Linked DNA regions of Salvelinus alpinus: region 1 is linked to region 2. A link is a contact called in public Hi-C data. All regions are on one chromosome and are shown on one strand. The core of a region is the stretch at or near the end of the contact, and the rest is flanking DNA. Distances in the headings are between cores, read along the strand shown.

Evidence for each region. Hi-C and Micro-C count contacts between places; a contact is called where the count stands out from the background.
Region 1: a Hi-C map of muscle shows a contact between it and region 2, with 17 times the contacts expected there. The contact joins the promoter of LOC139545824 here to the promoter of LOC139545813 in region 2. A contact is called at or near these places in 2 of 3 Hi-C or Micro-C datasets (muscle and red muscle).

What each region holds. Positions count from the first base shown.
Region 1 is chr19:52,955,846-52,961,521 of SLU_Salpinus.1, forward strand. LOC139545824 (zinc finger protein 329-like) reads right to left here and starts at 1,659. Exons shown (of 5, transcript XM_071354043.1): 1 at 1-1,659. LOC139545981 (a long non-coding RNA gene) reads right to left here. Exons shown (of 3, transcript XR_011669171.1): 2 at 4,143-4,432; 3 at 3,305-3,668.
Region 2 is chr19:52,463,479-52,469,696 of SLU_Salpinus.1, forward strand. LOC139545813 (spindlin-Z-like) reads left to right here and starts at 2,404. Exons shown (of 6, transcript XM_071354022.1): 1 at 2,404-2,496.

The sequences.
Region 1 (5,676 bases), core at 409-2,908, 490 kb after region 2:
AAATGTAAACAGTGGCGGCATTATTCTTGCTAGGTCTTGCTTATTCATACTAGCTTCTTGATCAGCATCTTCTTCGAGGTTTATTGGCCGACTACACACATGTGTATTGCGCCACCTACTGTACGGGGTAGTAAAAAAAAATACCCCCCAAAGAAAATTATGTTTTGGATTTACAAATTCATACTTATTACCAAAAACACTAACCAAATTCACGCTACTACCCTGAATTTCAAACAAAAAACTACTCCAGTCGGTTTAAATATTCAGATCCCTACACAGGCTCAGGAACATGGGAGGGGGAACCTCTTCATTCAGTATTCCCTGTAACATTTTATCTGTAAAGTCCTGGAGATCCATAAATCTATTTGCCGCCTTCACAATGATGTCTAGCTTCTTAGATTTCGTTAGTTTGACTTCTGAAATGTATCACTTGCGCTACAAACGCAACACATTTCATCTTCACTATTAGTGTTTGGGGATCCTTCTCCTGCATGGCATTCACTGCAGACTGTGGGACATCCACTACCATCTACTCTCTACGCACTCCAGCTATTTTCACTGCCTCTACATATAATATCTGCTGGATGACCCTGATCCTAGTTACTGCGACCTCCTTCATCATTACAGGGCACTCCGAGAACTCTGGAACATGATTCCCATCACAATTACAACATGTTTAATCTGACTCTTCAACTACTACATATTTATTCCTTCGACAAACACTTGCCAAGTATCCAAACTTTTTACAATTGTAACACTGTAGCGGCTTCTGTGAGTGCGGTCTCACTGCATATATCCCATATCCAGGTTTTACATACGTTTGGAGAACCACTTCATCAAACGACAGTAAAATCGATAGGCTTTGCTCCTTCTTTCTGTCTATTATTCGATTCAAACTACGTGCTCCTATCATTCCTGGAATGTTATCCCTAAAACCACACGGTCTCTATATCCAACGAGACACCTCGATCAGCGACTCGTCAGCAAAACAAAAAAGTACATCCGGGACACGAAATTGCGAATTTAAAAAATAAAAGTCCCCCACGTAATAGTAGACAAGTTTCAATAACAGGGCTTAATTTGAACCGGAACCTCTCCATTTTGAACTGTTTTGTTCCGCAACTTATTTAGCCGTATCCGGTACCTCTCCTGACATGAACAATAATAGTCACTTTTTGCAATGTAAAAATTTGAATAAAACGATCAAAGTTAATTAGAGTTGCCTCTTCGTTAATTGTCCTGCAACCAAAAAAAAAACAATGTGAAAAAATTTATTTTCAGCCCGGGCCTAATATTCCACCCGATACAATTGCAATCCGTCGATATAATCGACAACTATCATCAGAAATCAAACAATATGAATCAGACAGTGGGGCGCCGCCTGACCTACTAGTAGATCAGATGGTTCAAATCAACGTTTCATATCGTCGTGTAAATGCACTGTAGATCGAATTGCACTCAATGAATGTTATTCCCTACTATGGGTCATATTAGCGGGCTATCCCGGGGTAAAAACACTTTTTAAAAATGTATTATGTACCTTTGACGAAGGGAAAGGACATCAGAAGATCTTCTTCTAATTTCAGTTAAAGCACAATAAAAATGACCATTACTGCCTACTCGAAAATTACGCTATGAAACGCTGATTTAAACCTTCTGACCAACTAGTGGGTCAGGCGGCGCCCCACTGTCTGATTCATATCGCGTGATTTCGATTATATCGACTAATTGGTTTTGTATGGGGTGAATATTCTAAGAGTTGATTCGGGTTGGGGTGGCCCGTTTCATGGTTCGCGGAACAATTGTAGCCTATGTTTGAGACCAACGCATAGCCGTTGCTGTGTGATAAGCGTGACAGTATCTCTTACATAACTAGAATGAGATTCACTTTCTATGATCTCTCTCCTTCTCTGCTCTGATAGACATGAGCCTGCAACTCTAATCTCTCCAGCGTTGCACTTCATCATTTATTTCCTTATAGAATCAAAGCCGCGAAAGGGGTTCTTAAGGAACTGCAGCACCCCTGATCAATTTAAATAAATGTGTCAAAGTCATTGATTGCCTCCCCTATATCTGTCGCTTCCTCAGTTTCATTCACGTGTCTACTTTGATGGGTTTTTTTTGTTTCTCTTGGCCAGACGCTGTTCTTGCTTTGTTTATGTCTATTTATTATTAAATCCTCACCATGTACATGCTTCCCGTCTCCCAGTGTCTGTCGTCTCAAGACCGTTACAGAATTGCATGAAGTGCGTTTTGAAAAGGGACATTTTTTCCTGGATCCTAGGCTACAGAAATGGTTCCCCATGTGTGCAACTTCTGTAAATGTCTCTACTCTACTGCTCTATGCTCTACTGCTCTAAGCTAGCCAGCTAACGTTAGCTGGCTAGCTTTATGGGTGTTGTGACATGAGTATGAAATTGTAATTATGTTTGTTTAATGTTTTAGGGACTCCTGAAACAACCAGCATACCAGGCTGTCGTCTTGTGAAACAGTTGATGTAAAACATTTCGCTAGCTAAAGCGTTTACTACAAATTGAATGTACAATTTTGTAAGCTTGCCTTGCTGATATTTGCCATGTAATGCAGTTATTGTGCAGTAGAGGATAAAAATACCTGTATGCCTATGGATGTGAAGCTAGCTATGTAGCCAATCTTTGTATGGACCCTAAAACGTTTGGTATACATATTAGTTCAGAACCTAGCTATGAACCTCAGCTATCATAGCCAGCTGTATCAACTTCAAATTGGTCTGAATTACATTAATGAAGCCTATGGATTGAGTGTAATATAACTTTGTGCCAAGGATACAAGTCGGATATACATGTAGTTATTGCCATGCATGAGATCCCCACATTGTAGCCTGTACATTTAATATATTGTCTGATCATGTACTCTACCTTGGCAAATAAAGGTGCAGTATTTTTCAGTCATATCCAAAACCAGGAGTATCAAATTCCAGTCTTTGAATGATGCTGTGTCTGTGCATATGTATTACAAATATACACTTAAACAGTGTTTACCAATCCTGGGACATCAATGGGCACACATTGTAACTATGCAATAGACTATAAACATGATTTAACTAGTTAAAGGCTGATTTGTAATTCATATATACAGAAATATAATTTAAAAAACAGTACACTACACTTCCTTTGCATCATGTAAATACTCTAAAACCGGTTAGTCTCAATATCTAATTTCCTTCATCTGCATCGATCTGAGAAACACAGGATAGGTGTAGCATTTAATCAAATGAGACACTTAATTTCAACCAGTAGAGAATGTGAAACGCTTTATTGAAAGAAGTTAATTATCCAAGTGTTATGAATACATAATAGATGTATTATAATTGTAATTTTATAAATACAAGTTCAATCTGTACTTCAATGCACATCTGGTGTGCATTATAAAAACAGGAAGAAAGAGGTGGCGAGAGAGGTGTAAAAGAGAATGGGAAAGAGGTAACAGAGGATCAGGGAAGACAGCATATGATTAATGAATCACAGTGCTACCCTAATATTCTCTGTTCATCATAATTACATAATGGTGTCTCTAGTGGTGTCTCCTAACCAGCCTTGGGCTCCCAGTCAGCCCAAAGGTTATCTTAATAGCGGGTGAGTTGGCAATGACTGGACTCAGGGTTGGCATCCTCTCACATCAAGACATACCTGCAGACGAGAGACAGATGGAGACAGAGAGCATGTTTAAGCCTTGTTTTTAAAAAAAATATTCTGCCTGTCATCAATCATCAGGAGGTGAAATGCAAAGCTGACCTTGGATCATTAATTCTGGGACTACATATATCTGTATTTCAATGTAAAGCATCTCTATACTTCCTGTTGACCTGACCAAGGTCAACACCTGGGTGGACTTAAAATAGCCTGTTTTGTTTTGTACAGATATCACATCCTTACCTAAACAGAACCCTCACCTGAGATGTAGAAGTCAAAGGGAGAGAAACTGAAAATTGAATAAATGCAGTTGACATAGCTAAGTAAATGGAAGAATACTCTTATTACAATGTGGGTGGCTCTTAAAAAAATAGCCTTTGGTTGTGCAAAGTGTAGTCTATGGTGTTGCCAGGGAACAGCACCCTCATCGAAGTAGTATCAAATCAAATTTATTTATATAGCCCTTCTTACATCAGCTGATATCTCAAAGTGCTGTACAGAAACCCAAGTACAGAAAGAAGTAGGAGGTAAAGATCTCCTGCACACAGATTGCCTCTCTTGCTGTGTTGTTGGACCCCATCCTTGAAACATCCTGCAGAGCAGCAGACTTCTCCTCTGGCACATGGCAGCGAGCTGTATATCCCCTCCTGGACCTTGTGTCCATCCTCATGAAGTTATGCAGGACACAGGAAGACTTCACACGCCTGAATTCCCCCAAGAGGCAGTCCCAGATGGCTCTGGTCACCCAACCTTGCAGTGCCCTACACGGTAAATGTAGGCAATCGTTTTGAAAAAATATCTAGTTACAAGGCATCTGTAGTGTAGTAACCTGGTATATTTATGTTTACCAATAGATGGCAGTATTGACTCAAGACGGGGGTTTGCTTTGCGTTATCCGTAGCCGTTTTCTTTGCCATATAACCATGCTCGAGAAAGCCTCAGCAAGTTTATGCCAGGTGCATTAGGGTATGTTATTCTAAGTTACCATTAAATACTCTATTAAACACTAAACCATCAATCTAAGAAGCCTCTTGAGATACTAGATATTTGGCGACGAGGATGTCTGCGTTGGATTTGTTTTCCACGAACTCAACTGAGTGTTTAGCGTGCGACGCTGGATGTGCGACTCAAGTGAGTGGTGGAAGATTCTGAAGGATTGATTCCTTGGATACGGGTAGGACAAATTATTGACTGTGAGGGGAGAGATAATCGGAAAAGATGGCTTTGGCAACAATAGGCTCGCTACCACCATTTGATCCAAAGAAAATCAGGAATGGGAGGAGTACTGTAAAATAATGAAACATTTATTTGCTGCTAAGATAATAACTCTTGCCGTTATACAGAAATCCATACTGTACGCGTTGTCGGTGCACAAACATACAGCTTAATGAGAAACCTGTTGGGCCCAGATAAACCAGGAGAAAAGTCATTCATAGATCTAGTCGACCTATTAAAATATCTCTTCAACCTCAAACCCAGTTAAATAGTGCCACGATTAAAGTTTGATTCACGCATGAGAAAACCTACCAAATCAGAGGGGGAATATGTGGCTGAGTTGAGAACTAGCACTGGACTGTAACTATGTGAATACATTATCGCAAATGCTACGCGATCGGCTGGTGTGTGGGATTAATGATGACAGGATACATATGCTTGTTATCAGAGCCTAATCTCACGTTTGAGAATGGACTCAAACTGGCCCAGGCCATGGAGTCCACGAATAGAAATGCACTGGATTATTCAGACAAGGGGCGCAACTGCATGCCATACAGTAAAGGAGAGTAGCTCTGAGCGCGCTGAATTTCAAAGAGGGGAAACAGCGGGGCAGCAGGTCCAGCGCGCTATCGACTGTGCCGCAAAAGCATGCTTGAGCGGCAGTGTCGATATCCGCGATTATAAACCCAGGGTCGTTAGCCAATAGAGGGTGGGTATAATTTGTGGAACGTTCCAAGAGGAATCTGTTCCAAAAACTTAAATAAGGTCCCCAACAAACAACTCATACAAA
Region 2 (6,218 bases), core at 1,154-3,653:
TGTTAGAGGTTGTTGTCCTTGCACCACACTGTCAGGGGTCTGACCTCCTCCCTATAGGCCAGGTGTGGGCAATTCCAGTCCTCGGGGGCCTGATGGATGTCACAGTTTTGAGTGAATAGGGAGTACAGGAGGGGACTGAGCACTCAACCCCTGAGTGGCCCCCGTGTTGAGGATCAGCGTGGCGGATGTGTTGTTACCTACCCTTACCACCTGGCGGTGGCCCGTCAAGAAGTCCAGGATCCAGTTGCAGAGGGAGGTGTTTAGTCCCAGGGTCCTTAGCTTAGTGATGAGGTTTGAGGGCACTATGGTGTTGAACGCTGAGCTTTAGTCAATAAATAGCATTCTCACATGATGTTCCTTTTGTCCAGGTGTGAAAGTGCAGTGTGGAGTGCAATAGAGATCGCATCATCTGTGGATCTGTTGGGGCGGTATGCAAATTGTAGTGGGTCTAGGGTTTCTGGTATAATGATGTTGATGTGAGCCATGACCAGCCTTTCTAAGCATTTCATGACAACAGATGTGAATGCTACAGTTTGGTAGTCATTTAGGCAGGTTACCTTAGTGTTCTTGGGCACAGGGACCATGGTGGTCTGCTTGAAACGTGTTGATATTACAAACTCAGACAGGTGCAGTACGATTTGATCTTTGTCCTGTATTGCCTGTTTGATGGTTCGTCGGTGTGCATAGCGGGATTTCTTATAAGCTTCTAGGTTAGAGTCCCACTCCTTGAAAGCGGCTGCTCTAGCCTTTAGTTCGATGCGGATGTTGCCTGTAACCCTTGGCTTCTGGTTGGGATATGTACGTACGGTCACTGAGGGGATGACGTCGTCGATGCACTTATTGATGAAGCCGATGACTGAGGTGGTATACTCCTCAATGCCATTGGATGAATCCCGGAACATATTCCAGTCTGTGCTAGCAAAATAGTTGTGTAGTGTAGCATCCACGTCATCTAACCACATCCGTATTGAGTGAATCACTGGTACTTCCTGCTTTAGTTTTTGCTTGTAAGCAGGAATCAGGAGGATATAATTATGGTCAGATTTGCCAAATGGAGGGCGGGGGAGAGCTTGGTATGCATCTCTTTGTGTGGAATAAACTTTGACTGTGATCAAATATGTTTGCCTGGGGCCTCTGGACACTATATGATACTTATAAAGTAAGTTGGCCCTGTCCGGGGGTATCATCGGATGGGGCCACAGTGTCTCCTGACCCCCCCCTCCTCTAGTATTTATGTTGCATTAGTTTATGTGTCGGGGGGCTAGGGTCAGTTTGTTATATCTGGAGTACTTTTCCTGTCTTATCCGGTGTCCTGTGTGAATTTAAGTATGCTCTCTCTTAATTCTCTCTTTCTCTCTTTCTTTCTCTCTCTCGGAGGACCTGAGCCCTAGGACCATGCCTCAGGACGACCTGACATGATGACTCCTTGCTGTCCCCAGTCCACCTGGCCGTGCTGCTGTTCCAGTTTCAACTGTTCTGCTTGTCCCCAGTCCACCTGACCTGTTCACCGGATGTGCTACCTGTCCCAGACCTGCTGTTTTCAACTCTCTAGAGACCGCAGGAGCGGTAGAGATACTCTTAATGAATGAAAAGCCAACTGACATTTACTCCTGAGGTGCTGCACCCTCGACAACTACTGTGATTATTATTATTTGATCATGCTGGTCATTTATGAACATTTGAACATCTTGGCCATGTTTTGTTATAATCTCCACCCGGCACAGCCAGAAGAGGACTGGCCACCCCTCATAGCCTGGTTCCTCTCTAGGTTTCTTCCTGGGTTTTGGCCTTTCTAGGGAGTTTTTCCTAGCCACCGTGCTTCTACACCTGCATTGCTTGCTGTTTGGGGTTTTAGGCTGGGTTTCTGTACAGCACTTTGAGATATCAGCTGATGTACGAAGGGCTATATAAATAAATACATTTGATTTGAAATAAATTTATAAAGCACTGTGCAGGAAAAACAATTGATTGTGTCCATAAAACAGTGGTCCAGTCTGCACTTCTGTACACTCGCTTTAAGGGCTGTAGAAACCTTTTACTGCAACAATGTATTTAAGATGCTTTTTCCACTCTTTAAGGGCTGCAGAAGGAGCAGCGACGCTCTTCTGGGTGTAAACTCTGTGGATTTGGAAACTGGAAGTGCTCCTGAGTAGAATGGGCCCCCCTTTTACAGCGACACAACGTGCATCAAATTGTACACGGTGCAATAAATGATAGTACGCACACAAAAAACATTGTTGACAAAAATACTTTTAATTATTCCATGTATAGATAGTTGTGCATATTTTCCATCATTTTCAACCTAATTATTAATTTACTAAGTATACAGGACGGGGCTCTTATTCTGAAGGATTCCAAAAATCCATGACCCGGAACTACTTAATTATTCTTGCCTGCTTCACAGCGGTGGATTCGGTCATAGCTTTAGGGTTGCATGCAAACGGAGCTGGAGGAAATGCGAGAGGGGACCAATTAATTCGATTTACAATTCATTGGGTAAGCAACCCTCAAACGAATCACTCGATTGATAATGAAATGCATGGACTCAGACGACCACTAGTTTCCATGGGAGTTATGAGGGTGCATGGGACATTTGTGTATAAAACTGGTTTGTTGTTTGCATTTCGAATGCATGTCAGACAGACCATATACCTTCCCTTCCTTTGTTCGCTTGCGCCGTTTTTGTACACTGATGCGGGGTTTGTATGTACTGCTGGTTCAACATGGCTGACATTGTTAGGATCAAGTCAATCCACCTATTTGGCACTCAAGCGAATCAGTGCTTCAGGATGCACATGTGTTTACATATGCAACTGCAAGCAAAATAGTTCCTCCCTTTGACTTTTTATTTATTGTATAAATGGCAATCCTATACATTCTTGGGTCACTCCAGAGAATATTGAGTAGATTTACTTATCTATAACTGCTTTCCATGTCTGTTAAATAAAAGTATAGTTAGGTCGGGGGAAATGAGACAGATACACATTGTTTCAATGTTATCTGTAGGTAAATATTTTTTGAAAAAAACATGTATGAACTGGGTGGAGCTAATTCTAATCCAAATTGTGTATACATTTTCAGGAATTACAGCCTATTAGGCTAGTGGCAAGGCTCCCACATTTTCTTGTTACCCCTATCTGAGGTAAAATAAACCACGTTTATCTCATGTATAAAGTGGATGGTTGTGTGACATTTGTTTTTACTGTAAAAGTGGTTAAATTGATAGATATTGTGACACACACCCTTAACTCACAGTGCTAAATGATCCTGCCTGATAAAAAATACATACAGTAACACTTTTTATTTTATGTTGTGGCTATTGTAATCTGCTCTAAAGAAAACATCCCCCTAAACTCAAAAAGTGCAGAATAATGCCTGACTGAAGAGAATGGGCCACATAAACTCATGTAACCCAATATTGCAAGCTCTGATATTGCTCTAATTTGGAATAAAAGTAGTCACCTGTCAGCCCTACATACATAAACAAACAGCATTAGGCTGTCTGAATGCATCTTGGAAATATAGACCTGTAAACACACAGATACAATAGGTGGAAATATCTATAATATATATATTTATTTTGGGGGGGGTTTAATGTTCCTTAAAGACTTTTGTATCTTTTATCCCCTAGTATTTCAATTAAGTCATGGGGCCATCACATTATCTTTATATTTTGCCTCATTCAATATGCCATCCAAAATTATTATGTAGTTTACAACACTTATGACTATAAAGGCTGGTGTGAATCAATTTGATTCTGAATCCAATATGGCCAACATGATTACACTCCAACACCTTCACCTGCACGTAAGTAGCCCTTGTTCATTTTGTATGTGTTATTCTGTCTTTTAAAATGGTTTCATAAGGCTCTTGGTATATCTAACTATGAGTGGCACTGCCATGACTCTGTGTTTCAATAGCCGAAGCCAACTTCAATGTGTTTGTTTTAATCTCATTCACACACTTACAGCATATCAACAATGGGCAATTCTACAAAATATAATAACAAGCCTTTCATGACACAAGCACACAGTAGCGTAACCAAGTTACAGGAAAGCAACCATGATACCACACTCAGCTACTCTAGTAGTGTATATGTACAGCCCTCTTTTACCCACTAAAATTAAGTTTTGTAAGCTTGATCCAAAGTCTTTGAGGTCTCCAGGAAATGAGTGTGTTTTTAATAAAGGGAGAGGAGACAAAGTAGCTAGTTGTGGTTGTAGTTTTGGGGCCTGACCAGCTTACACAGCTAACTGGTCATTCTGGCCAAGCTGCAGCGGCAAGGGTGGTATCCTTCCTGTATCACTGGCGGGGTATTGGGGCTGTTGGGTGATCAGTTTCCATTTACACGGTTCGCTATAGGCAGTCAGCAGATGCAGCTTGCATACCAAAGAGACCCATTGACTAACTGGAATGTTATCGAAGCCTGAATGACACTGGGGATACTCCAGTAGTGGAATGGTTGGTTGTCTGGTTGTGAGGGAAAGCCTGTGAAAGGGCTGTCACAAACAGACTTGCCTTTAGATCTTTCCAATGCCTAATTGGCCTGTGTGTGGAGTTTCTTATGTTGAATGTGGCAAAAAGTCATGCTAATCAATACTGTCATGTATGCAGTCTGACGAGATTGTTTAACTTTTTAACTGGATAAATATAAAGAGATCTGCTTACCTGGTAGCCATCTTGAAGGTACTGGCAGATGTGTTGCTTCATTCAAAATCAAACTTTATTTAAAATTCTCAGTCCTTCAAAAATGTTGCGGAGGATGACATCAGTCATGGACACTTGATTTTTCCACTTTTTTCATTATTATACACGAATATTCAGTTAATAATTTTTCTGTCATTTGAAAACAACTATTAGAACATCAATTCTTTTTTCTCAGGATATTTAAATGTTACTCTGTTTAAATTACAACATAACATACATTCAGACAGAGCTGGACGCGTTGCGGTAATGAGAATTTCATCAGAAAATGCTGTAAAATACTAAAATAATTAATTCCTATGTTGAAATTACTCTTTGTGCAAGGTAGAGAACACATCTTTATTTTGTTATATTACTAAATGACATGTTTTATATTTAAAAGCATTACTGCCATGGCATTTTAATGGTTTCATGAGAATGACCCGTGAAGTGTCAGCGTTTTGGTTGCTTGCATGTCATACCTAAGTTTGCTTATCTTGCCAATGAAAAGTCATTAAAGTAGTTGGCAATGTCAGTGGGTTTTGATGAATGAGCCATCTGATTCAATGAATGGTGGAGCTGAAATGTCATTTTAAGGTGCTCTAAAGCTTTTTACTATCATTCTTTATATCAATAATTTTTGGTTTCATAGTATAGTTTCTTTTTATCTAGTTTAGTCACATGATTTCTTATTTGCAGTACGTTTGCCAATCAGTTGGGCTTTCAGACTTATTTGTCATACCTTTTGCCTCATCCCTCTCAACCATACAGTTTTTCAAATCTTCATCAATCCATGGGGATTAAACAGTTGTTAGGTTCTAAATAAAAATAGTAAAAACTACCAGGCAACTAGGACAAGTTCAAACCTAGTTTATTCACCCAATGGTTCAGACAGTTGAACAGACAACATATATGTTCCCACCAGAACAAGTATGTATTCCTCACTTTAGGTGATGTCTCCTCCTTTTCTCTAAACATTACATCTTTATTGCTAGGCAGGAAGTTTAAGTGTGGGTAATTAACTGTTCCTTCTCCCATAATGTGACCTGACCTCGGCCCCCATTCTTCACTAATCCACAGCTCTCCACCCTTATCAGTGACCACAACCATGTGATTGCCTATCCCTTACTCAGTAACATTCCCAAGCCCCTGGCTCATATCCAACCTTAATTGACCCCCATTCCCCCTACAGATAACCATTAACTTTTGGTGTAGCAAGTATTTCAAATTGCAACCCAACAACTGAAACCAGACTGTGGCCCTTCTCCTTTCCATAGGATACCTGATGTCTAACAATAACATGTTCTGACAGAATGTAAACGTTCAGAATTCCCCTCCCTTAGTGACTTGATTAGGGATATTTCAAGTTTATAGTCAGAACCCATCAGTTTTTACAGTCATTTTCTTAATGGGTGCGTGCTTATTATTAGCTGGAATAAGCAATTTCATAAATCTGTCAAGTGCAGCGTCTGGTTGTTCCAAATTAAACACCACAGACAAGCAAATATTCTTTACATCAACATATGAATCACTAC